Regions from separate parts of the Mus musculus genome. Here region 2 is linked to region 1. The links are chromatin contacts, called in public HiChIP or PLAC-seq maps. All regions are on one chromosome and are shown on one strand. Each heading gives the region's core, a stretch centred on a gene start, on an enhancer-like site or on the middle of the called end of the contact. The rest is flanking DNA. Distances are from core to core; before and after follow the strand shown. Region 1 has its middle 31 kb from the start of Nyx. Region 2 holds the start of Gpr82 (G protein-coupled receptor 82).

Region 1 (5,509 bases), core at 110-2,609:
ATTTAATGGCAGTGTTATAGTTTAAAACTGTGAAAGCTGCTGGTCTGGAGTATGGTCTTGTTTTGGTTTAGCTTTTAAAATTGCATATTGTAGAGACACTCTCATGCCTGTGGTATGACATGGGTGGAGGTCAGAGGATAGCTGTGAAAGTCTGTTCTCTCCTTCAACCATGTGGGTGCTAGAGATTAGATTGAATGTACATGGTCAGGCTTGGTGGCAAACATCTTTACCTGCTGAGCCGTCTCACTTGCTCTTGAGCATGTATAGGGTTCTTTTTTTGGGGGGGGGGAACCCTTTAATGATTTTACTATCACTTACTCATTCTTTTGAAGTGTAAAGTGTCTTAACTGGATTATGATTACAGATCTTTTTTTTTTCACCGACCCACCCCTACAGATCATTTTTAATATACCATTGCTACTATATTAAAATTATACTATTTATATCTAATATTCAAAGAAATTTACTAGTGAATGCTACAATAGGCATCAGTCTGACATGCTTATTATTTGATCCCATAGGTATAATTATAGGTCATGATAAGAGTCTATTCTGTCTCACCAAATCAGGAACACTGCATTTACAGAACAAATAAACACACATAGTGCAGACACCCAAGGATCATGCTAGCTCTTCAATTAGCTGGCGCAGCTCATACATGAATCCTCACTGTGTGAGCAAAAGTCAGATCCAAATCTTCATCAGAAGGTGCTAGTGGAAGTTGTCAGACACCTTCCAATGTAGGTCCCCAAGCCAATGGCCAGCAGATGAGACAGTAGCAGAGATGGAAGGAAAACCTTCAGAAATTCTGCTGAGAAAATTCCCCCTTTCTTCATAACGCTTGTGTTTCTCATGCTGAGAGTAGCTGTGCGCTTCAGGTGTTTAAAAAGCAACTCCTTGGGGGGAATATTTTCTGCCGACTTGACTAATCCCATATCCAATCTGACTCTTTCTTCAAGATACTTTCAACTTCTCTTCTCTCAATATAATCTTTCTCGGAGTGCTGTTTTTCTCACCAAAGCTGTGGGTGTCTATTTCAGCTCTGTTGGTATCTTGTGGTGTCTGGGAGTGAGGTGGGCTGTCACAGTGAGAACTCTTGCAGTTACTTTGTCCAGATTCATGCTGGGCATCCAGCAGTATATTTTTCCCCCATGTCACCATTATAAATAGAGACGGAGGCTGGAATGCTGCTCCCATTCCCATTGCTGAAGTGCAGTTCTACCTAGGAGTCCTGAAGGTTCTTCTCCCAGCTCTGTAACTTGGTGGCTCGCCAAAGGAGCCTGAGCCCAACTGTGACAGGCCTGGGAGGCAGGCAGTCATTGAGAGGTTGCAGGGCAGCCTGCACCGCTCAGCTCTGGATGTATGCTTTTAGACAAAGTTTACTTTGGGGGCTGGAGAGAGATGGCTGAGTGGCTAAGGGTGCTTGCTGTGGAAGCATGAGGACCTGAGCTCTGATCCTCAGAACTCTTGTGAAATGCTGTGCACAGTAAATGAGCATGCCTATAATCCCAGTGCTGTTGAGGGGATGGGGACAAGAGGATTGCTGGCACTGTCTCTCTCCCTATTGTATTATTTCTTACTAATAGTTTAAATTTGACTCTCCCCTTAAGTACTTTAATGTGTGTTACCTAAGAATGAAGCTATTCTCTTATCAATACCATTATTGAAAATCAGGGTATCTATAACTGTTAAAATACTATTATTTAAAATATACTCTTTGGGGGCTGGAGATTGAGCCATGCCTAACATGCACAAACCTTGGGTTTGGTTTGATCCCCAGCACTGCATAAACCAGGCATGGTAGCATATGACTGTAAGCACTCCCTGCACTGGGAAGATGGAAAGCAGGAAGATCAGAAGTTCAGTGGAATGCTCAGTGGTATAGCCAGTTCTTGGCCAGCTGGGCTACATGAGACCTTGTCAAAAAATACAAACAAAAACGTTCTGGTCTAGGAGTGTGGCCTAGTGGTAGAATTGCCTAGCATATATAAGGCCCTGGGTTTCATCTCCAGAACCAGACACACATTTTTAAAAAGTTAAAAAAAATATACTGTTGAAATATCAATGACTGTGAACTATTTGTTTTTAAAGTAGCCATTTTCCTAGTGGTAGAAAATTAAATTCCTAAATCTTGACTTGTCTTCATTTAGTCACAGTGCTCATAACTCTAAGCCTGTTCATTGACTTTAATGTTTCAGAGCAAACTGATTCTTTGAATGTCTTCCTTTCCAAACGTGAGAATCTGATGAAGTCAGAAATGTTATTTGCTCAACTGTGCATTGTGGCCATGGAGACTGAGTAAAGACCACTAGAGTCCCCTTGGGCAGGTCTCTGTGTTTGGGTAGCTATGGAAGTCCACAGCAGACACACAGCCTAGGTTCCTGGGGAATGAGGTGTTGCCTTGAGAGTAATGTCCTTTCATTTGGAATAGCCTCAAAACTTTGCTCTAGTTCTGCCTAGGTTAGGTGGCCAGTTTTAAATGAGTATTTATTTTGATGCATTTTTGAACAAATATCAACATTAAAATAGCCTCCTGGGAGACAGAGTTTTGCAGACATACCTACTCCAATAGAATTCTGGGAATGTGGGAGCTACTTATTGCCAAATAGACCCAGAGATGCCTGAATGGTAGCCTTTATAAACTCTTGGAAGATCAGAAAGTGAACCTTCCTCATTAGGAATCCATTAAAACCTGTCCTGTGTGGATGAAGCCCTTAGTGAACATGTGCTATTGACACTAGCACAGCCATGTCAAGGACCCCAAGGCGGACCCCCCTCCCCAAGTGAGGCTCAGAGGGATGGCAAGGCCTTTCTCAGGGGTCTGAGTGTGAATGTTGGCAGTGTGTGCAGAAAATGTCCACCATAGCCTCTTCTACCACCCAAACATTTACAGCCTGAAAACTGCTCCCCTACAAAGACTGCCCCTACTGAGATTAGCTATACCTGTCCCCTTGATCTGTATACTGTATCCAATAACCCGCCTCTCTGTTCAACTCTCTATAATAAATATGCCCAGCTTCTCCAGGTGTGTGTCATTTCTTCATTCCCTCACCACCCTATTCAGGTTAATTGCTGGAGCCATGTAAAGGGGCTGCACTCCCCTCAATCACTGGCTAGTTATCACTTTGATAAATGTTAACTAGGTACCATAGGTTCTGCTAAGCAAAACTGTATGTAGCAGTCAGGATGGGACACATTCTGCTGCAGTGACAAACAGCCCCTGGGGGAAAAAAAATCACCATCTTACTGTAGTATATTTCTTGCTTATGGTATATAGCCAATGAAGGCTTATTAGGGGAGTCAGTGTGGTACTTCCTCCTTGTAACTACTCAGACTCAAGTATGGTTACCAAAATACAAAGCTTCAACATTCCAAGCCACAGGGAAAGGGAAGTTGGTAGAATTAAGCATTCTTTTTAAATGTTTCCACACAGCTGTCCTGTGTTGATGTTGTGTGACAGACTTTCTGGGTAGATGCAACACACACAGGTCTACTCAACCCAGATAGGGAGCCCACAACACAGCTAAGTGCAGATATCACCAAAGTCCAACTTGGTGAACCTATGAGTTTGATTGGTGTCACTTATAGGAATACGGGTAAGGGGTTACTTATAGGAGCAGAAATAACTCAACAACAGCTGCATCACCAAATCCTACCCCAGCATTGTGACAGCTCATAAAAGTTGGAAACCTGCAGGCAACTCAACAGGTTGGAGGGTGTCCTTTCCAAGTGGCTCACTTTGTCGGAGCCTCTTCCAGGACCTGGGCTTGTCTATCTCTTCCTTCTAGGCAGTCGAGCTGACCTCAGTCTTCTTTGTAGTTTGATTCCACTGAGGGCAACTCTCAGCAGCTCTTCACTGTTTACTCTTGGAAGGAAGGGACCTAGTGAATCTGGTCAGTTCTAGGAACTTCCTAAAGCTCTTTTGGGTTGTTTGCTTCCTCTCTTGAGGAGCTTCCCTGCAGGATGAAATGTTTCAATCAAGGAGGAAACTGCTACACGACAATCAATGCTCATATAAAAGAAACTGTACTTATTAAGACAAGGAAGTAGGGTCCCTCATGTGTCCAGGAGAAGAGAAGCCAGACTATATACAAACACAACAAAGCATAGTGTCGGTGGCTCTAATCGTGTGGCTCATTCAGTAGAGAACTCAGAAGGGCCTGAAGGAGACTGCAGGAATGAAGCTCCCACGAAGGCTTCTGAACAGCATTTGCACTAGCCAATAGTGATGCTATGATCTCCTTCTATTGGTTCTTTCAAGAACGGGGAGAGATGCCAGGCATGGTGACACCTGCCTGTTAAAGGGACCTGCATACAGTGGGGGCTCCCCACCCCTCCCGAATCCTGGAGCAGGTGCAAATCACACCCAAAGCCCTATTTTCACAGAGAGATCCTTTATTGAGCAGGGAAGAAAAGTTAAGGTGGCTGCTTTCTGACTCAGGCAGAAAACAGGAGCCAAGGACTTTGCAGGTCATTGTTAAGAGGTGAAATTTTTGCAGGTGTAATTTTTAAGAGGAGAAAAAAAAAAAAGGAGGTGTGTGTTAGAATGGGTTATGATGCAGTAGTATATTTTGATTGGGCATGTTAAGTATGTGAGCCAAAGGCTTTTAATTGCTGGACTTTGGGTAGCCAGCCTCAGGGATGAGTTGGGCATAAGAAGGTGTTTAAATAAAGGAATAGACCTAGCTTTAGGGATATAATTTATGGTTTACAAGGGAGAGGGAAGGAGGACAGGGGGAGGGCTAGGCTTGCCAGTATCATGTTAGCCAAGCCCAAGACTGCTAGAGCCCTTCACCTGTTATCCCAGCACTTGAAAAGCTGTGGCAAGATGGTTCAAGGTCAGCCAGGCTACATAGTGAACTTGTCTCACACAACAGAAAAGGGTAGATCTTGGAGGAGTTAGGGAGAAGAATAGGGAGGAGATATGATTAGAATATATTCTATACTCGTACAGGATTCTTAAAGAATAAAAAATATATTAAAATCAAAATATTAAAAATGGGTAAAGACAGAGTTCATATTTTTCCTTTAAAGAGTGTTTTCCTGCTGGGTGTAGTGTCTCTCTCTCTCTCTCTCTCACACACACACACACACACACACACACACACACACACACACACCTTTAATCCTTGTATTTGGGAAGTAGAGGCAGGAAGATCTGTGTGAGTTTCAGGCAAGCCTGGCCTACATAGCAAATTTCAGGTCAGTCAGAGCTACAGATCCTGTCTCAAAGACAAATGTTTTGAAAGCTCAGTGATAGCACTTATCTAGCATGTACAAGGCCCTGGGCTACACCCTCGGCTCTTAAAAATGCTTTTCATACACACACTCACTATACAATAACTAACTTTCCAAAGTTTGATCGTTGGAAAAAGTTCCCAGAGGGAACGTCTATAGGTGGTTTGCAAAATAGTTCCTTGCGTTGGCCTCCCAAGATGGTCAGCAACGCTCACTCTCCTCTTTGTCAGGTCAGCCCTATACTCCCTCCAGAGGTAGGCCTGTCCTTACT
Region 2 (5,310 bases), core at 2,506-5,005, 170 kb after region 1:
CTATGAGTGCTATCTTATCTAATGTGAGTCAGGATAAACAACCTTTAACACTTGGGATCAATTCAAGCCCTAGTTGTGTTACAACACATGATATGCTTGTCCTGTTGAAGAAATAAAAGCATTTATCTCCGATATATCTTAAACCTTCTATGTATGTATGTATGTATATATGTACATAAATATAAAATATAGTTAAGTGGTTGTCATTTATTATCAAATTTTGGTATTTTTTGAGACAGGGTTTTTTTGTGTAGCAGAACAGGCTGGCCTCAAACTCACAGAGATCTCCTTGGGATTAAAGGGGTGTGCCACCATCACCCAAACTCTCTCCTCTCCTCTCCTCTCCTCTCCTCTCCTCTCCTCTCCTCTCCTCTCCTCTCCTCTCCTCTCCTCTCCTCTCTCTCTCCCTTTCCCCCTCCCTCTCTCTCTCCCTCCCTCCCTCCCTCGCTTGCTTGCTTTCTGAGACAAGGTCTCATTATATAGACTTGTTTGACCTGAAACTGTGTAGACCAGGCTGGCCTCAAAGTCAGAGAGATCCATCTGTTCTGCCTCCAGAGTGTTGGGATTAAAGACCTGTGCTGCCATGCCTGGCTGTTATCAATTGTTCTAGCAGTTCACATAAACTGCAGTACTTCAATTTTGGGGGTTCTCAATATGAGCAATTGAATTCAAACACTAACAGGTACAGGAAAGAACACCTCGTGCCCAATTCTCTTTCCCTGGCCATTGATATAACCTCCTCCTTGAGTAAAGACAAAAAGGGACACAAACACAGTCTTAATCTTAAAACAATTTTATCGAGAAATTAAAAAGAAGTGGCTAGAAATAAGATGACCTTGTTCTTGGAAAGAAACATGGAGAATTCTGGGCACTGATACATGATCGTAATCTCTTTGCATTCCCAGTTGCTGTGTTGTGATATGGGCATGTGTTTACTTGTGGTAATTCGTGATAGGTCACATTTCTCCCAGACTCTTGTCAAATGCCTTATTTTCTAAAATGCCTGCTTTTAAGGAAAGAAAATAAGTTTCTTTGTACACTTCAAAGGTAGCACAGGCACGGCAGGCAGTAACACAAGAATTGCTGGCTCATTTACATCTTTACCTTTGGCTTTCAAAGTACCCACAGGGAAGAATGGTTGGTTCTGAAACATGATATGAGCATGCAACTGCACACACATGAACACACGTACACATCCATAAAAAGAGGGGAAAAGCCCCCTGATAGTCCTAAAAACCACTGACTTCTCATTCAGGCCCCCAGGGACCTAAAAGCACAGTGTAAGCCTGGTGTGTCTGCCTTCATTTTGCATCTATCTCTTTTAATCTGGCTCATTAGCTTTGTCTACTTCTTTCAATATGAATCACTCAAGGAGTGTCTATCAAATTATCACTTATTCCATTGTCCTTTGAGGCCAAGGACACAGAGACAGGACTAAAGGGGGCATCTTAGTGTCAGCTTTTTACCATGTTCTGTTCCGGATGCCTAAAAGGTGCCTAAAGATATCCAGTTATTATCCTAAACCAGGACTCCCTTGGATTCTATCACCTAGATGATGAAATTTAACCAGTGAGGACTAGAGTGTGAGCAATCATCTCCTGGGGACCACCCTGTTCCCTTGAACAATAAGAAAGCCTACAGACTACCTTTGCTGAACCATAACTGAGACAATGATCAGTGAGTCACACAAACTACTGGCTACACCTTGACTAAGGCTGTATAATTATGCACAACTCTTGCCTCCTTGCCTCAATTTGTCCTCTAATCTACAGCTGATATCAGTACCCTGAGAGGGATTTGGGGTCACCAGACACTGTTCCTCTTTTTGATGTGCACATGATTACCTCTCCTGTCTCTGATTTTCACGATTTGTCATTTGCTTCTTGAGTTGGCATATTAAGATGGGTGGCCAAGGCCAGCCTGTTAGGGTTGCTGGAGAAAGCGCTTTTATCCTAAAACTCTAGTTACACTTGGGTCTTCCACGACTACAGATTCTTGTAGTAGAATGTGAGGACCTGAGAGCAGTAGCACTGGAAACAAGGCTATGGCCAGATACCACATCCTAAAGAGAACAGAAGGTTCACTGAACTTGAACAAACCACAGCTTTGAGTAACAGGACTGCACTGCACATCTAAAGCTAACTGGCTTGTGTAAGCATTGAACTGATGAACAAGGCTTACTGTGGTCCCCTTTGAGGGAAATTAAGAATGGTGTTCTAATATGCACACATTTAGACACGTGTTCTTGTCTTGCACAATAGCTTCCCTCTCAATGCCCTGAGCTACTGATTGGTCAGATGGACAAATTTTAAACTGTCCAGTTGTAGCCAATTTAGATATTAGCTTGGAGAGCCAAAAAGTAAGTTCCCATTTGAAACACACAAGTTCAGATAAGTCTAAGGTATCTCATGTCCTCCTGCTTTTGGTTTTGAGGGAAACTGGTAAGTGACCCTCAAACCCACCCCTCAAAGTTGATAGAGGTAGTAACAACAGCTCACCATGGGCTGCAAAACTGAATGAGCTTTCCTTTTGGATCACTCTTACTAAAATACTCCAAAGGAATTCCAGGGGCCAGATTTAAAACCATCACCTGAGGCAGATCAGAAGGATCAGAAGAGTATGTACTGGAGAGTGCTTGGGCAGATGATCTGAGAAGTAATCAGATAAGGAGATTTACATGTGGACAAAGGAAACCGCACTCTGAAGAGGAGAAAGATGAGAACACAAAGAGCCAGAGAAAATTTGTGATCCCGAAGTCCAAAGGGGCACACTATGTCCTAGAGAACTTGCAACTTGGTTTGATATTCTTGAAATAGCTCCATGACAAGGAATATTTTTGTTAGCTTAGTATTTCCTGCCATTACTTTTTTCTACTACTGGAGAGTATTGTTTACTGTCTTAGAAAATCTTTTATAGTATTTACCTAGTCGTCTCACTTGAGTCGTTTCTTCCCCGAGCCTCATTTTCCACCACCATCTATCACACATTCTCTGTTCTTCCCTTTCAGTTCTTTTAATGAACCATTGTGATTTACCAACTCACTAAGTTTTTATTTCTCAGACACATCACATCTACATCTTCCTTGGATTTGAAGACACTCTAGTTTGTGGTTAGCATTATACTTCTGGGACCTCCATGTGCTACTAGAAATGTAGTAGAAACTCCAATAAATATTTGAGTGAACTGTACTGTTTAAGGAAAATGTATGATAGTGAAATCCAAAATGGTCTGAGAATGGAGCAATGGCCACCATTTTAAGGAATTGTCCATCTTGGGGAACTCAGGTCTAGGAAAGGGCTTGCCGGCTATGCAAACATCCTGGAGATGGGCCACAATGAACACACAGTGGGACAGTAGGGAGAAATTATGTGCCTTCCCCTTTCCTTCTCCAGAAGTTACCTTTGTGCTAAAGAAGAGCTCACCTAAATGACAAAAATGTTAATTGCCAAACAATTTGTGGATTTATTGGCACCCCCACCTCCAACTCCTGGTGACTTTCTGATAACATCTGAATGTGCAGCTCTCCTTGTTCTTTTAATCCCCTGCATCAGTTAACACAAAGCATACAAATTGCTGTGGAGGTTAACTTGTAGATAACTAATGTGTTTGTAGCTATTTTCAGAAGGTCAAGGTTGATTACAGTTCTAGCCAGAGGCGGGCAGGGGAATGGGCACAGAGCCTCCTGCCCATCGTTCGACTGTATAACCCAGGCTTTCCTACCCTTCTTATAACCCAATTCTCCAAGACAGAGCTTTGCTGATGGTTGCCCTCTCCAGCTTCTCAGGATCAATCTTTGAGTAAGCCCAACTTCTCATCATCTACGTACTAGACGAGTGGTAAGCAAATGAGGTGGACTTGGGTTTGGAAACAAGAATTGGCAGAACTGGGCTGGGGATGCAGGTTGCTCAGTGGTCAGTGCTAAATGCACATTTAGCCTTCGGTTATGGTCAGTTCAGACTACATGCTATAACTATTAATTTGTTTTGAAACACATTTGCTACCTCCAAAATCCATCATAAAATGTTCTAACTCATGTACTCATTATTACAACTCCAAATGGAGGTAGAACATGCCAATTAGAAGTAGAGAAAAGTTGTTTATTAGTAACCAAACTGGGTTCTAGTCCCTATATATACTCTGAGCACACAGAGAGCAAGCATCTCTGGGCATCAGTTTTTTTCAATCTTAAAACAGCAGAGACCACTGATGAGCATGAATTTTAATCCAGCCTAGTGATATTTGATTTGAGCAAGCCGGTATAAATAAGAAAACTTCAAGTTTTGTTTTGTTCTACTCTTAGAAAAGATGGATTGCAAAGAAGCTGTTCACAAATGATTTTGTAGTGAAGTTTAGAGACAAATTTATGTTGGTATTTTATTGAGTTACTGGAAAGAAGTTCCTTTTACTATGCTCACAGAAAAATAATTAGCTATGTGTGATTAAACCTTAGAAATGCAACTTCAGCCAATCACAACAATAAAGCTAACTACTTCATGAAATCATCATAAGTATACTACATATATATTTATTTATACAGTACATATTTATACTAAATATATGTATTACCCACTAACTTCCTCCCACTAAAGAAATAGAGAAATGAGGGTTGTGTTTGTTTTTTTTTTTTTAAGGAGGTACTGGTTATATTTACTGTAACTGTTGACTTTCTTCAACAATCTAATTTCCCTTTTTCTCCCCACTGTACTTGGTGTCATGCAAGACTCTACTCATACTGATTAAGGATACTGGAAGAGTGAAGATCAGAGAACTGTGAGTGTGAAACAGTCAATGAGCATAAGCTACTCAGACAGGTAAGGATGATTTTTGGGGGGGGGCTCAGTTTTAGCTTAAAGGTTAACTTTGTAAGTGTCTAAAAGGACTAAACTATTTGAATTGTGAAATCTGATCATTAAATAAGGTAGTCAGCTCAAGAAGTGTTTAAATAGCCACAAGTAACTGCTAGAGTTGTACAAGTTTTCTCATTTGTCAAATTAGCACAGTGTGTACACAGACATTCTGCTGAGGAGAATGTACACTTGGAGAGATATCCTTGGAAGCAATTCTGTAAGACTCACTTTTATTTGCCTTCTCAAGTTTAATTGCATTTTACAAATTTTTAAAACTAAATTTCTAGTAGCTTTTGAATCAAAGGCTGTTACTGAATGGGGCATGAATTTGGGAAGCTGAAGATGGGGAGTGAGTTGTTATTTGTTTTATAGAGACTCACCATCACCTAACATCTAAGTAATAGTATTCTGCTCTTCTTTCATTAGGGAATAGTTGCTACTGATATTCATAGAGGAACCTCTG

Evidence for each region. HiChIP or PLAC-seq counts read pairs in DNA pulled down with a chosen protein or histone mark.
Region 2: an H3K27ac HiChIP or PLAC-seq map of double positive thymocytes shows a contact between it and region 1, with 8 times the contacts expected there. The contact joins the promoter of Gpr82 here to the enhancer-like site in region 1. A contact is called at or near these places in 9 of 39 promoter capture datasets (the C10 cell line, the HPC-7 cell line, embryonic stem cells and 5 more), 20 of 484 Hi-C or Micro-C datasets (the Ba/F3 cell line, CD4 T cells, the G1E-ER4 cell line and 9 more), 6 of 115 datasets of contacts at active chromatin or transcription factors (CD8 T cells, acute myeloid leukemia, double positive thymocytes and 3 more) and 2 of 9 other capture datasets (adipose tissue and macrophages).

Annotation. Positions count from the first base shown.
Region 1 is chrX:13,489,797-13,495,305 of GRCm38.p6, forward strand. It overlaps a transcript of Nyx not described here and the pseudogene Gm14506. Among named protein-coding and RNA genes, the nearest start is that of Nyx, 31 kb to the left of the region's middle. Within about 2 kb of position 1,360, at least 5 of the 459 cell types and tissues checked have an H3K27ac peak or open chromatin away from gene starts, as enhancers often do.
Region 2 is chrX:13,657,608-13,662,917 of GRCm38.p6, forward strand. Gpr82 (G protein-coupled receptor 82) reads left to right here and starts at 3,756. Exons shown (of 4, transcript NM_175669.3): 1 at 3,756-3,836; 2 at 4,721-4,811. All of the region lies in intron 5 of Cask (calcium/calmodulin-dependent serine protein kinase (MAGUK family)), which reads right to left.